Regions from separate parts of the Mus musculus genome. Here regions 1 and 3 are each linked to region 2. A link is a contact called in public HiChIP or PLAC-seq data. All regions are on one chromosome and are shown on one strand. The core of a region is the stretch at or near the end of the contact, and the rest is flanking DNA. Distances in the headings are between cores, read along the strand shown. Region 1 overlaps Gm29260 (a long non-coding RNA gene). Region 2 overlaps Gm28175 (a long non-coding RNA gene). Region 3 overlaps Gm30248 (a long non-coding RNA gene).

Evidence for each region. HiChIP or PLAC-seq counts read pairs in DNA pulled down with a chosen protein or histone mark.
Region 1: an H3K4me3 HiChIP or PLAC-seq map of embryonic forebrain shows a contact between it and region 2, with 5 times the contacts expected there. The contact joins two enhancer-like sites. A contact is called at or near these places in 3 of 115 datasets of contacts at active chromatin or transcription factors (embryonic basal ganglia, embryonic forebrain and forebrain).
Region 3: an H3K4me3 HiChIP or PLAC-seq map of embryonic forebrain shows a contact between it and region 2, with 3 times the contacts expected there. The contact joins two enhancer-like sites. A contact is called at or near these places in 1 of 484 Hi-C or Micro-C datasets (brain), 5 of 115 datasets of contacts at active chromatin or transcription factors (embryonic basal ganglia, embryonic forebrain, embryonic hindbrain and 2 more) and 1 of 9 other capture datasets (embryonic tail).

Annotation. Positions count from the first base shown.
Region 1 is chr1:41,917,167-41,920,438 of GRCm38.p6, forward strand. Gm29260 (a long non-coding RNA gene) reads left to right here. Exons shown (of 6, transcript XR_373362.3): 5 at 2,743-2,855. Among named protein-coding and RNA genes, the nearest start is that of Gm29260, 180 kb to the left of the region's middle. Within about 2 kb of position 1,580, at least 10 of the 459 cell types and tissues checked have an H3K27ac peak or open chromatin away from gene starts, as enhancers often do. A contact at or near this core is called in embryonic forebrain, where this site is marked.
Region 2 is chr1:42,260,092-42,263,316 of GRCm38.p6, forward strand. Gm28175 (a long non-coding RNA gene) reads left to right here. Exons shown (of 4, transcript XR_865384.2): 3 at 1,062-1,907. Among named protein-coding and RNA genes, the nearest start is that of Gm28175, 3.9 kb to the left of the region's middle. Within about 2 kb of position 1,975, at least 30 of the 459 cell types and tissues checked have an H3K27ac peak or open chromatin away from gene starts, as enhancers often do. A contact at or near this core is called in embryonic forebrain, where this site is marked.
Region 3 is chr1:42,628,729-42,632,479 of GRCm38.p6, forward strand. It overlaps Gm30248 (a long non-coding RNA gene), which reads right to left. Exons shown (of 3, transcript XR_373380.2): 2 at 921-1,624. Among named protein-coding and RNA genes, the nearest start is that of Gm30248, 9.1 kb to the right of the region's middle. Within about 2 kb of position 1,428, at least 32 of the 459 cell types and tissues checked have an H3K27ac peak or open chromatin away from gene starts, as enhancers often do. A contact at or near this core is called in embryonic forebrain, where this site is marked.

The sequences.
Region 1 (3,272 bases), core at 330-2,829, 340 kb before region 2:
CAGCACTCAGCACCCAGCACCCAGCACCCAGCACCCAGCACCCAGCACCCAGCAGTTCATCTCTCTTCTCTGCAGAGCAGTCTGTGGCTTCTCCACAGTCAATGTTTCTAGACACAAAGTCCTAGAGGGTACTGGTCCCTTTTTAAAATTTCAATGCCCAAAGGTAAGTGATTGTTCAAGAATGCTAGAAGATACCATTCCAGCATTTGGAGAGGACATTTTAGTACCCCCTGTCAGGCACAGGCAGAGGCTACTTAGATTCTAGACAAACGACCTAGGAGATGTCTAAGATGCTCTGCTGCCCCCAGAATGCCTAGAGACTGAGGGAGTTTTCAGACTCTGTCTTTGAATTCTGGGAGCTCTGCTTGTGGGACCTACAGGCTTTCTGTGTTGCTTATTGTCTCATGGAGGCTACCCTGGCAGGCTGACTGCGCTTCTTTGTCTCCTGAATTTTCTCTGGAGTGCGTTTGAAGAGGCTTCTCTTTTCTAGTCTGTGGCACGCCTCTCCCCACCTGCTTTTGCTCCCCCTGCCCTTCTCTGCTCAAGAACCATGAGAGAAAAATCTGAGTCATTCCCTAGGAATAACCACTATGCTTTCTTCACTATGAAAGTACAAGAATGTGGTGGTGCACCCACACTTGTATGTGGTCACAGGCAGGCTGAAATTTATCCAGGAACACCCACGGATGTCACTATGCCCCATTAGTACTTAAGTCCCAGTTGATAGTCTGCCTACCCACACCTCACTCCTTTCTCAGAGACTTTTTTTTTTAGGTATTTTCCTCGTTTACATTTTCAATGCTATCCCAAAGGTCCCCCCTACCCACCCCCCCCCACTCCCCTACCCACCCACTCCCCCTTTTTGGCCCTGGCGTTCACCTGTACTGGGGCATATAAAGTTTGCAAGTCCAATGGGCCTCTCTTTGCAGTGATGGCCGATTACAGAGACAAAATTTGGAGCTGTGACGAAAGGATGGACCATCTAGTGATTGCCATATGCAGGGATCCATCCCATAATCAGCTTCCAAATGCTGACACCATTGCATACACTAGCAAGATTTCGCTGAAAGGACCCAGATATAGGTCTCAGAGACTTTTAAAGCTGTGGATAGAAAAAATAACCTTTTCCCCAAAAAGTGGAGCCTAGCCTGAAGCTCGAAAGCCCCGTCTTAAGTGCCACAGCTTCAGGGAGTGGACTTCCTGGTCACTTTCAGTTCTCCTGTCGCCCTTCTTCCTTTGCTCTAGGAGAAAGAGCTTGAGGAAGGAGGGCCGGCCATAAAGCTGGGGTATACTCTGAGGGAGAAAGTAATCCTTTAATTAAGAGGGGAATTCTTTTGTACCTGCACTGTATCCTTTTGATGCATTTAGATAGAGGGAACCTGAGAGGCCAGGGACAATGGCAGTTTGCTACTGTCTGAATCCCTTCCCCTTACACTTAATCCTGTCCTTATTGGGACCTTGGGTAGAAAGCTGATAATTTTGGTGTTGTCCTAAAAAGGAAGGCAGTGCCTTGAATTCCTGCCACTATCCCCTGATAATGAACAGGCCTAATGAATGCGGGTACGTGGTAAGAACCTGTGACCAGCTGCATCGGGGCAGGCAGTACAGCTCAGGTTTAATTGGGAGCAGGTATTGGAAGGCTGTATTACTTTAATTGGTGAGGGGTTTTCTAAATGGAAAGGACAAAGTATAATGAAGAAATTGTGCCGTACAATAGCACTTAAGCTGGGATTGTATGCATCCGTTAATCTGCTGAGGAATGAGGCAATTCTAAACAATTTTCTCAGTGAAACCAACTCCAGAAAGCCTGTCCCCTTTGTTCCCCCTTGGGAAAATGCAAGATTGAAACAGAAAATACCTTTACCGAAGCAATCATGTGCCACGTGTAGAAAGCGGATACAGCTGTAAGCTCTGCAAAAGGGATCTTTGTGGTCCAATAGGGGGACGGAAACAGAGATAAGGCTTGGGATAAGAGTGAGCCTGCGTCTGAAGTAGGAATACAGTAATGGCATTTACAGTGACAGATGAGCCTCTGAGGAGAGAGCAGGACAGTTCAGAGAGGGGAATCTGATATTTAAAAGACAGGGCCTTGATAATTAAGAGTAACATTGCATTAAGCTGTTACGCAGCTCATTATGGACAGAAGGAAAAGCCGTGTCTCCGAAAAAGTTAATGATTCTCAAGAAACCTTTCTGGAAGCCGTAACAGTACTAAAAGCCTTGGTGGACAAAAGTTTGAAGTCAGGCTGTATTTCTGGCTTCCAAATTTCATTTAAAATTGTGAAGGGCACTGTGGTCAAAAAGCCATTGCAATAACTGTGTGGTGTTCTCTGTTGCCTGACAGGGCTCAGGTGCTGTCTGTGTGTACAGCTAGACCAGGGAAGGAGGGAGACTAGCTAAGGAATGGAATTTACAAAAGTTACTGCTTTAAACACATGAGTATAAAACAGACAGGAGACATTCACCATCAGGCACTTGCTACTGACTAATTTCCTTTCACAATTTGTATTCTACAGCATATCTCTACAATAACGACACACACACACGCACACACATACACACACACACACACACACACACACACACAGAGAGAGAGAGAGAGAGAGAGAGAGAGAGAGAGAGAGACTATTGGCTTTATATTTGTGACTCAATGAGCCTTTATGAGACTGTTCAACAGAATTCTTAATAGGTTTAAACTTCTTGTGCATGAGCAATTGAATTATTCTTGTGTATTTTCTTCTAGGTGGGAAAACACGATGATCCTAAGCTTTGTGGTTTTCAAAGAAGTTCATCAGTGGGGGGAGGAGAAAATGGAGCAGAAGAGAAGTGTTGGCCAGACTTTCCCAGGATTCCCAGGTGGGTTTCATATATTGCTCAACTAGAAGAACCAGACCAACTCATCTTTCCCAGAAGACTGCAAAGTGCAAAGGCTATTGTGAGTGTTAGATTCAAAGCTCGAAAGCTACAGTTTATAAAAGAGCTCTTTGGAAGGGAAACTATTTTGGTACTCTGAACATTTAGATCCCATCTATTGGGCAACATCGTTATTGGGCTCAATCTGAAGTTCCCACTACAGTGAAAACAAAACAACAAACAAAAACCCATTGGTGTAAAACTTTTTATCCTAAGAAACAAGAATAAAACCTCTCTGCAACATTGGTTGGTAATGGCAAAATCCTGCTTGGTACTCAGGAAAAGATGTGTATGCTTAAAAGGTAACCTGATTCAGAACAATTCCACCAGAACATCTTCAAGGCCATCAAGGGATATGCT
Region 2 (3,225 bases), core at 725-3,224:
CAATATGCAGCCACAGCCTTCAGCTGCTTCCAGCAGCCCTGATCGTACCAGTTCCGGTACTAGTGGTACAGGACTGGTTCACATTCGAAGATTGCCTGCGGAATAAATTAATGAGATACTGGTCATTTGCATATTCACGGTTGCATACTAGGTAGAAAGCAAAGGCCAGGTGTGTTGAATTTGGGGGTTAGATCTGCTAAGAAGTCACATCTTTCTCTTCCTCAGAAACAGGGTGCCCTAACAGTAAAAACAATAGTAAGGCGAAACTCTTGCTTAATGAACACTCTGAGTAATTATAGCAGCAAGGCAAGGAGGGTACGTTTAGCTTACAAGCCCCAGTGAAGCCAACATACTGCCCTAGTTATAGAGAGGCCTAGATGCAATAGTTCAGGGGTATAAAGAGAACAAATCCCACTGGCTCTCTCTGGATTTTAGGTTTTAATTATGCTGGTGGTGTGCATTCGTACCTAATGCAAAATGATCAATTGAAGGAGACCTTTACATTTGTAAACATTATTATTGACTGGTTGCCAGTCTAAGTTGGAAAAGGGGAAAGCTGTTCTAAGAAAATTACTGGCAAACCCAAATAGGGGGGATGAATCTGGGCTGTTTCAGTAAGGAGTGTGGGTCTCTCCACTTCCTCTGCTAGTGGCTGCTGCCAGGGCATGGGGAAAGCACATTGTTTAAGGCATTTGTATCTCACTGTGGAGCTAAGTCTCTGTGCAGCTGTGGGTCCTGGCTTGGAAGCTCCCTCAGAGATGAAGGACACATAACATACTCTTCAGGACCCTGGGACCGTTATAACATACAAGAGTGACCATTCATGGTTTTCAGGGCTGTCTCAAATTTTTAATATTTTGCTTTTATTTTATACAGCTAGATATTTTTTCTTTCAAAATTGCTTTTAATTTTTTCTTTCAAGAAAACAATTGAACAGCACCCAAACTCTAGGAACTGAATATCAAAATGAAAGTATAGTATAATAAGTTTTTTTTTTTTTTTAAATGATGCCTATTTACTAACAAGTCCCACTCTCCCTATTCTGCCTTCCCACTTCACAGGACCTCTTCCTGGCCAAGGCAGGCGGTGACCCTTCGTTAGACACAGTGTGCACACACACAGCAAGTGTGCATGCATAACAAACAGATGCCCACGGATCCCACAATGGGTTTTCTCTATACAGCTGAGTCTTTTTACTTAATTTAAAGATATTATTGCCAACATCTAAAGCTCTTTTTTTAAAAAAAAGAAGACTTTCTTCTCATATTTACAGATAGTCTCTGAATATGAATTATTTAAGTGCCTTCCCAGGGAAAAATCAAAGAGGCTCTTAGTGCTGTTTAGAACTTAAGCTTTTAATTTATTTTATCAAGGCTCAGAGGGTACACTAATTGTCAGGACAAGCCCTCCACCCCCCTCAAAATAATCTGCACATGTTTGAAAATTCAATTTCTTTTTTTCATATACAAATTTTGGTGTGCTCACTAATACACAGAAATCAATTATTTCTGTGGTACAGTTACATGCAGGAAACTGCATACCCTCCTAAACTAAAGGAATATAGATTTATTAATACATATCTGTAATATCTCTTAAGGATTTTTGAACGTGTTTTTCACCTTGAAAGGACCTGCCTGAAGCCTACACAGCAGCGAAATCATTGTAGTCCAGTGTTTTTTTGTCACACACACAGAGAGCACAGATTTTTTTGATTATGTAGATTTCTTTTCCTACTGCAGTTTCATATGCAAAGCATGCATCGGCCACATCCATGCTATCTCCTAAAGCAGTCATTCTGAAACCCAATCTGGGGACAGTGCAGACTAAATAAAATTTCATTTTGATTTGGCCTCCCGCTGCGAACGGGACTGCTTTGTCTCGGCCGACAGAACCAGCAAGCCAGAAAGGTATGTGGCGTTTTGCATGGCTGGTGGTGTGTCTGGAAGCTCAGGATCGCCTCTGCTCCTGGCTCGAAGCTCTCCCACTTCCTGCTCCCCTTTTTCTCTCAGCACTGTGTGCCTTCTACCTGCCGGGCAGAGCGGTGGCTAACCCGCACCAGTTGTTGACTTTGGCATATGTTTAATCGCTCCTGTGGCTGTTTGCATCCCCCCCCACCCCACCCCCTCCACTGTCTTTGTTATTGTTAAGCTTTGGTTTTTGTTTTTGTTTTCTTTTGTTTTGTTTTCTCTGCCTCTATTTTCTGTTCTTGTTTTTTTTTTTTTTTTTTTTTTTTGTTTTTGTTTTTGTTTCTGTGGGTTTTCTTCTTCTTCTTCTTCACATTGGTCTTCCATGGTTCTCAAGGTGTTGAATGCTAAAATACTGAATGAAAGGGAAATGGTGTAAGCGCTGTGCTGACGCTCCAGAGATTTTACTGGAGAATTTGTCATGCTGGATTTTATTGTAAATTTGAAGATGCATTTAACAGCTTTGAAGGACTTTAGCATTCATGGCCCTTTGGAGTCTCCTTGGCAGAAAAGAAATCGCCCATTTTAGAGGAAGAGGGAGACAATAAAATAGAGAATATCTTCCAAGGGGACTGGATTGTTTGGTGTGTGTGGTGTGTGTGTGTGTGTTCGTGTGTCCTCAAATGCATTGTGGCGTTTGCCTGTGTCCCCAGCTCAATATGGTCTCTTTTGAACAATGACCTTCACTTGGTGTCATCTCAGGAGAGGCCAATTGTGTCAAAGCTCTTCTTAGATTTGTCCCACCTTTCAGAGAGCGGATTGGCGATCAAGGGACAACCTGCTGTGATGTTCTCAGAAGCTTTTCACACAGTGGCTGAGTGCCAGGGGGATGGCCTTCCTGGGAACTCAGTTTTCAAGTCCGAAGGTCTCCTTGGGACTGTCACTGCCCTTGACCAATTCATAAGGTGCTGTGAGGGAAAGATGTGTTTCTCCCTGGTTTACATTAATCTAAATTAGATTATAGCAGACTGGTTAAAATGGATACAGAGTAAGTGAAAAATAAATTGCTTAAGAGGAGTCCAGGGAGTAACTTCATTGTGACTCAGGAGTTCTGCACAAGTAGTTCCACCTAGGAGATGGGAGAGTGAGTGAAAATATCAACTAGCTTCACGGGGACCTCACCCCCTTACCCAAAGCAAACACAAAATAGGTCATGTCATATAACTTTGTACAGAGTCGGAATTCACTTTTAGAAAGCCCAAATAGTGCAGTGTCCCAGCCAAGGGCCTTCTGCCTCTACTTGATAAGTTATTGACATTCA
Region 3 (3,751 bases), core at 178-2,677, 370 kb after region 2:
CCAATACTCCCTTTTCCACCCTGGCTACTCCTCAAATGGCTTCCCTTCCTTTCTTCCTCTCTCTCTCTCTCTCTCTCTCTCTCTCTCTCTCTCCCTCTCTCTCTCCCTCTCTGCCATGCAGAGCACTAGGCCTTTCTCAGACACTTCATCCCCGCTCTGGGCACGATGAGGAGTGAAATGTGCCTCTGAATAGAGAAGAGAAGACAGGGTGGATTAATGGCAGAAGAGTAACACAGCCCTCGCAGAACAAAACGAGGGTGACCCGGACGAAACAAAGCGCCACAATAGATCATTTCTGAGAAGTCACCCGGCAGCTTTGAAACCACAGGCTGCGTGCTCCGGGGCAGTGAGTGTCACATCCATGGCTTTCAGGAGGCATGAATGGACGGGAACAGTAACTCTTTTTCATGCCTCTTTCAGAGGGCTTGTCGGTGGAGAAGGATTTACCATTCAATTCCCATACTTTTATGTGGGAAATTAGGAATTTGCCCCTTTAAAAGAAATTGCCTTTTAAACTCTTCATAAATTGTGGCGGTTTTATAGATTTACCCAAACTTCTTCTTCCTTCATGTCCTTCCACTTATATATCATTTTTAAATATTCATAAATACAGAGAGAGAGAGAGGGAGAGAGAGAGAGAGAGAGAGAGAGAGAGAGAGAGAGAGAGAGAGAGAAAACTCTCTTCTCCTCTTTGCTCAAAAATCTATTCAAGGCATGTCCCCGCAATAGAGACATTTCAACTTTCTGTCCCATGCCCAGTTGGATTCCCCCCCCCCCCATGGCTGTGTTATTTCACCATTTTTCATGAAACACTCAAACTCTTTTGCAAAAAAAAAAAAAAAAGTCACTAGGGGAACTACATAGGTGGCAAGTGCTAGGCAGAGCTGGTGAGATGAAAACCGACCAGGTCACTCACTCACCCTCAGCAATGACGTAGAGTTCTGTGCGCTTCCCTCGCCAGCCCCGGCACAGGGATTGTCCGGTAAAAACACTCAAGCTTTTCTAGGAGTGGGTTGTATACCTTATTTCCAGCCACCTTGGTCCAACACTGGGCCTCCCTACCTGGCTGTTTGCTTCCCAGAAGCCCACAGTGTTTGGCCATATTAATCTCATTAACCTTCCCGATCAGTTTCAACAGCAGTGAAGACTTGAGAACGTGGAGTTCCTGGCAGAGAAGTTGAGCCTTGGCTCCCTGCCAGTACATTTGAACATTTGATCTGGCTCCCCAGGCCCCTTCCAGAGCCTTTTTTTTTTCCATAGGAAGAAAGCACAAACAAGAAAGCCTTGCCATACGAAATGCAGCCATGTGTGACTCCAAGCTTGGCCCCCCCTCCCTTCTCTTGCCAGAATGTTCCTAGTCCCCGGTCCTTAGAGCAGAGGGAGCAGCTGAGATGATGATGCCTGCCTTTCTCTGGGGTCGGTCGGTCGACCATGCAGCACCTTGGGCACAGTCCCCCAAACGGAGCAGCCTTTAGGCAAGAGATGGAAAGAGGAGAGGGTTGGGGGAGGGGAGCAGAAGGCCTTCCTCATCAGCAGGTCTATAAGGCCAGACGAGGTGATGGGGGCTTCGAAATACTTCCTCCTGTGCAAATGCTGACAGTGGACCTCTGTTCTTTCAGGTTTCCTAGATTAGAAAAACAAAAACAAAGAAGGCTCTAAATCAGTGGTTCTCAACCTGTGGGTCTCGACCCTTTCACAGGGGTCGCCTAACACCATCAAAGACAACCAAGATTTGCATTAAAATTCATAACCGTAGCAAAATCACAGTTATAAAGTAGCAACAAAATAATTTTATGATTAAGGGGGGGGGGTCACTAAAGCATGAGGAACTGTATTAAAAGTTTGCAACATTAAGAAGGTTGAGAACCACTGCTCTAAATAGACTTGACTGGAATGAATTCAGACCCTGACATCACTTCTCTGGTTTTTAATAAAAAAAAAAAAATCAATTTTCTATTTCAGAGGGCATTAACAAGCTGAGAATGAAGGGCCCAGGACTGACTGCATCACACTCTGAACCTGGAGATGGAACTAGCTCCTTCCCTGTTGATAATCATGTCAAAAGAGATATACTACTGCTTCTTGATTTTAATTTAATTTTCTTTATATAGTGTGCATGTGTCTGGGCAAGTGTGTGAGCACATGTGTATGAAGGTGCCCACAGAAGGCACAGAGTACATTAGATCCCTCTGAGCTGTGGTTATATGTGTCTGTAATCTTCTTAACATGGGTGCAGGGATCTAAGCTCTGGTCCTCATGAAAGAGCAGCTAGTCCTCTTAACTTCTGAGCCAGAAATATTGGCCTTATCAGAAGTAATATTTGCCTTAAAATTAATTCTTTGGGGTTCAAGTTCCATAGTAAAGTTCTTGACTACATACGTGACTGAGACCCTGGGTTCCATCCGTAGCTTTGAAAGAAAATTCAATTAATATTTGAAGAAAATGGAAGCTCTTAAATATAGGTTTCAGTTGCCTGTAAAAAATAGGCAGCTTTAATGATCTGGGAAGGTTTGATTTGTAATTTAAAGTATTTGTTTTGATTATGTTTAATTTAAATATATGTTATCATTAAGCATATATTGCAGTGTGCTTAACTATTTAATTTTAAATTTCAGTATTTCCACTTCTTTACTGTCTCTAAACTTAGAAGAACTTTCAAAGTCCAGGCCCCTTAGGAGCTTTCTAATCCCCATGGCAACAACTCTCACATCACTCAGAAGCAGCAGCAAGGCTCAGCACCTCTAGGGAAACTCTTTCATCAGCCTGGCCCACACCACGGAAGCAAGCACACTGAAGGTGACATCACCCTGAGCTCCTAAGCAGCACCTCCAGCCATTTGGAATTGGGACAGCATGCTGCTTAAGAATCCTTTCTTCCAATGGAACCTTTAAGAAAATCAGCTTCTGCTTATAACTATGGACAAGTTTAAATATATGGCTACAGAAATTCTTCCTTGATTTTGCTTACAACGTTTTCAACCTGCAAAAGCTTTCTTTGTAAAGTCTCATTTCTGTTATTGTGGCAAAATGCCCTCGCACAGGTAATTTAAAAGAGAATGGGTTTTCTATGCCTTATATGTTCCAGGGTAGACACTAGTCCATCATGGCCTGGCAACTAGATCAAGGCCATTGGCTCACATTGCATCGTCAATCCAGCAACAGAAAGCAATGAGGAAGTGGGAACAAGCTTTAAACGCTCCAAGCCCCACCTATATTGACGCACTTCCTCCTTCTGGGCAGGGTTCCACTGCCTAAAAGTTCTAACTTTCTCAAATGGCACCACAAGACGAAGACCCAATTATTCAACCACAGAACCTGCAGGATACATTCACATTCAAACTACAAGAGCCAGTGCACCTTACCAGGAGCAACTGCACACACATATCTTGTCATGGGATTTGTCCACAAAGCGGTAAATATATTTAGACATTCAAGCGACCTATCCTTCTTCTACCACAAGTCTGGCTTAAAATTGTTCAGTAACTGTAGGGAGTCATTCTGATGCTTTGATCGGGAATCTGCGCATGAGAGCTGAAGGTCCTGTTCCCCAATTGGTTCTTGCTTGATGAAGCAAGATGTTAGCAGCCAATGGCTGGGAGGAAGATGCAGGGCTTCCAGATTTCCACAGACAGGCTAGGAGACACCAGAGGAAAAGAAAATTCACCATGCTTCAGAGGGAGAGAGAGCCACCAGTCATGGGAGATCTCAGGTGGAGTGGCCATTGGCTGCTTGCCTGACTGGTACTAGAGTAG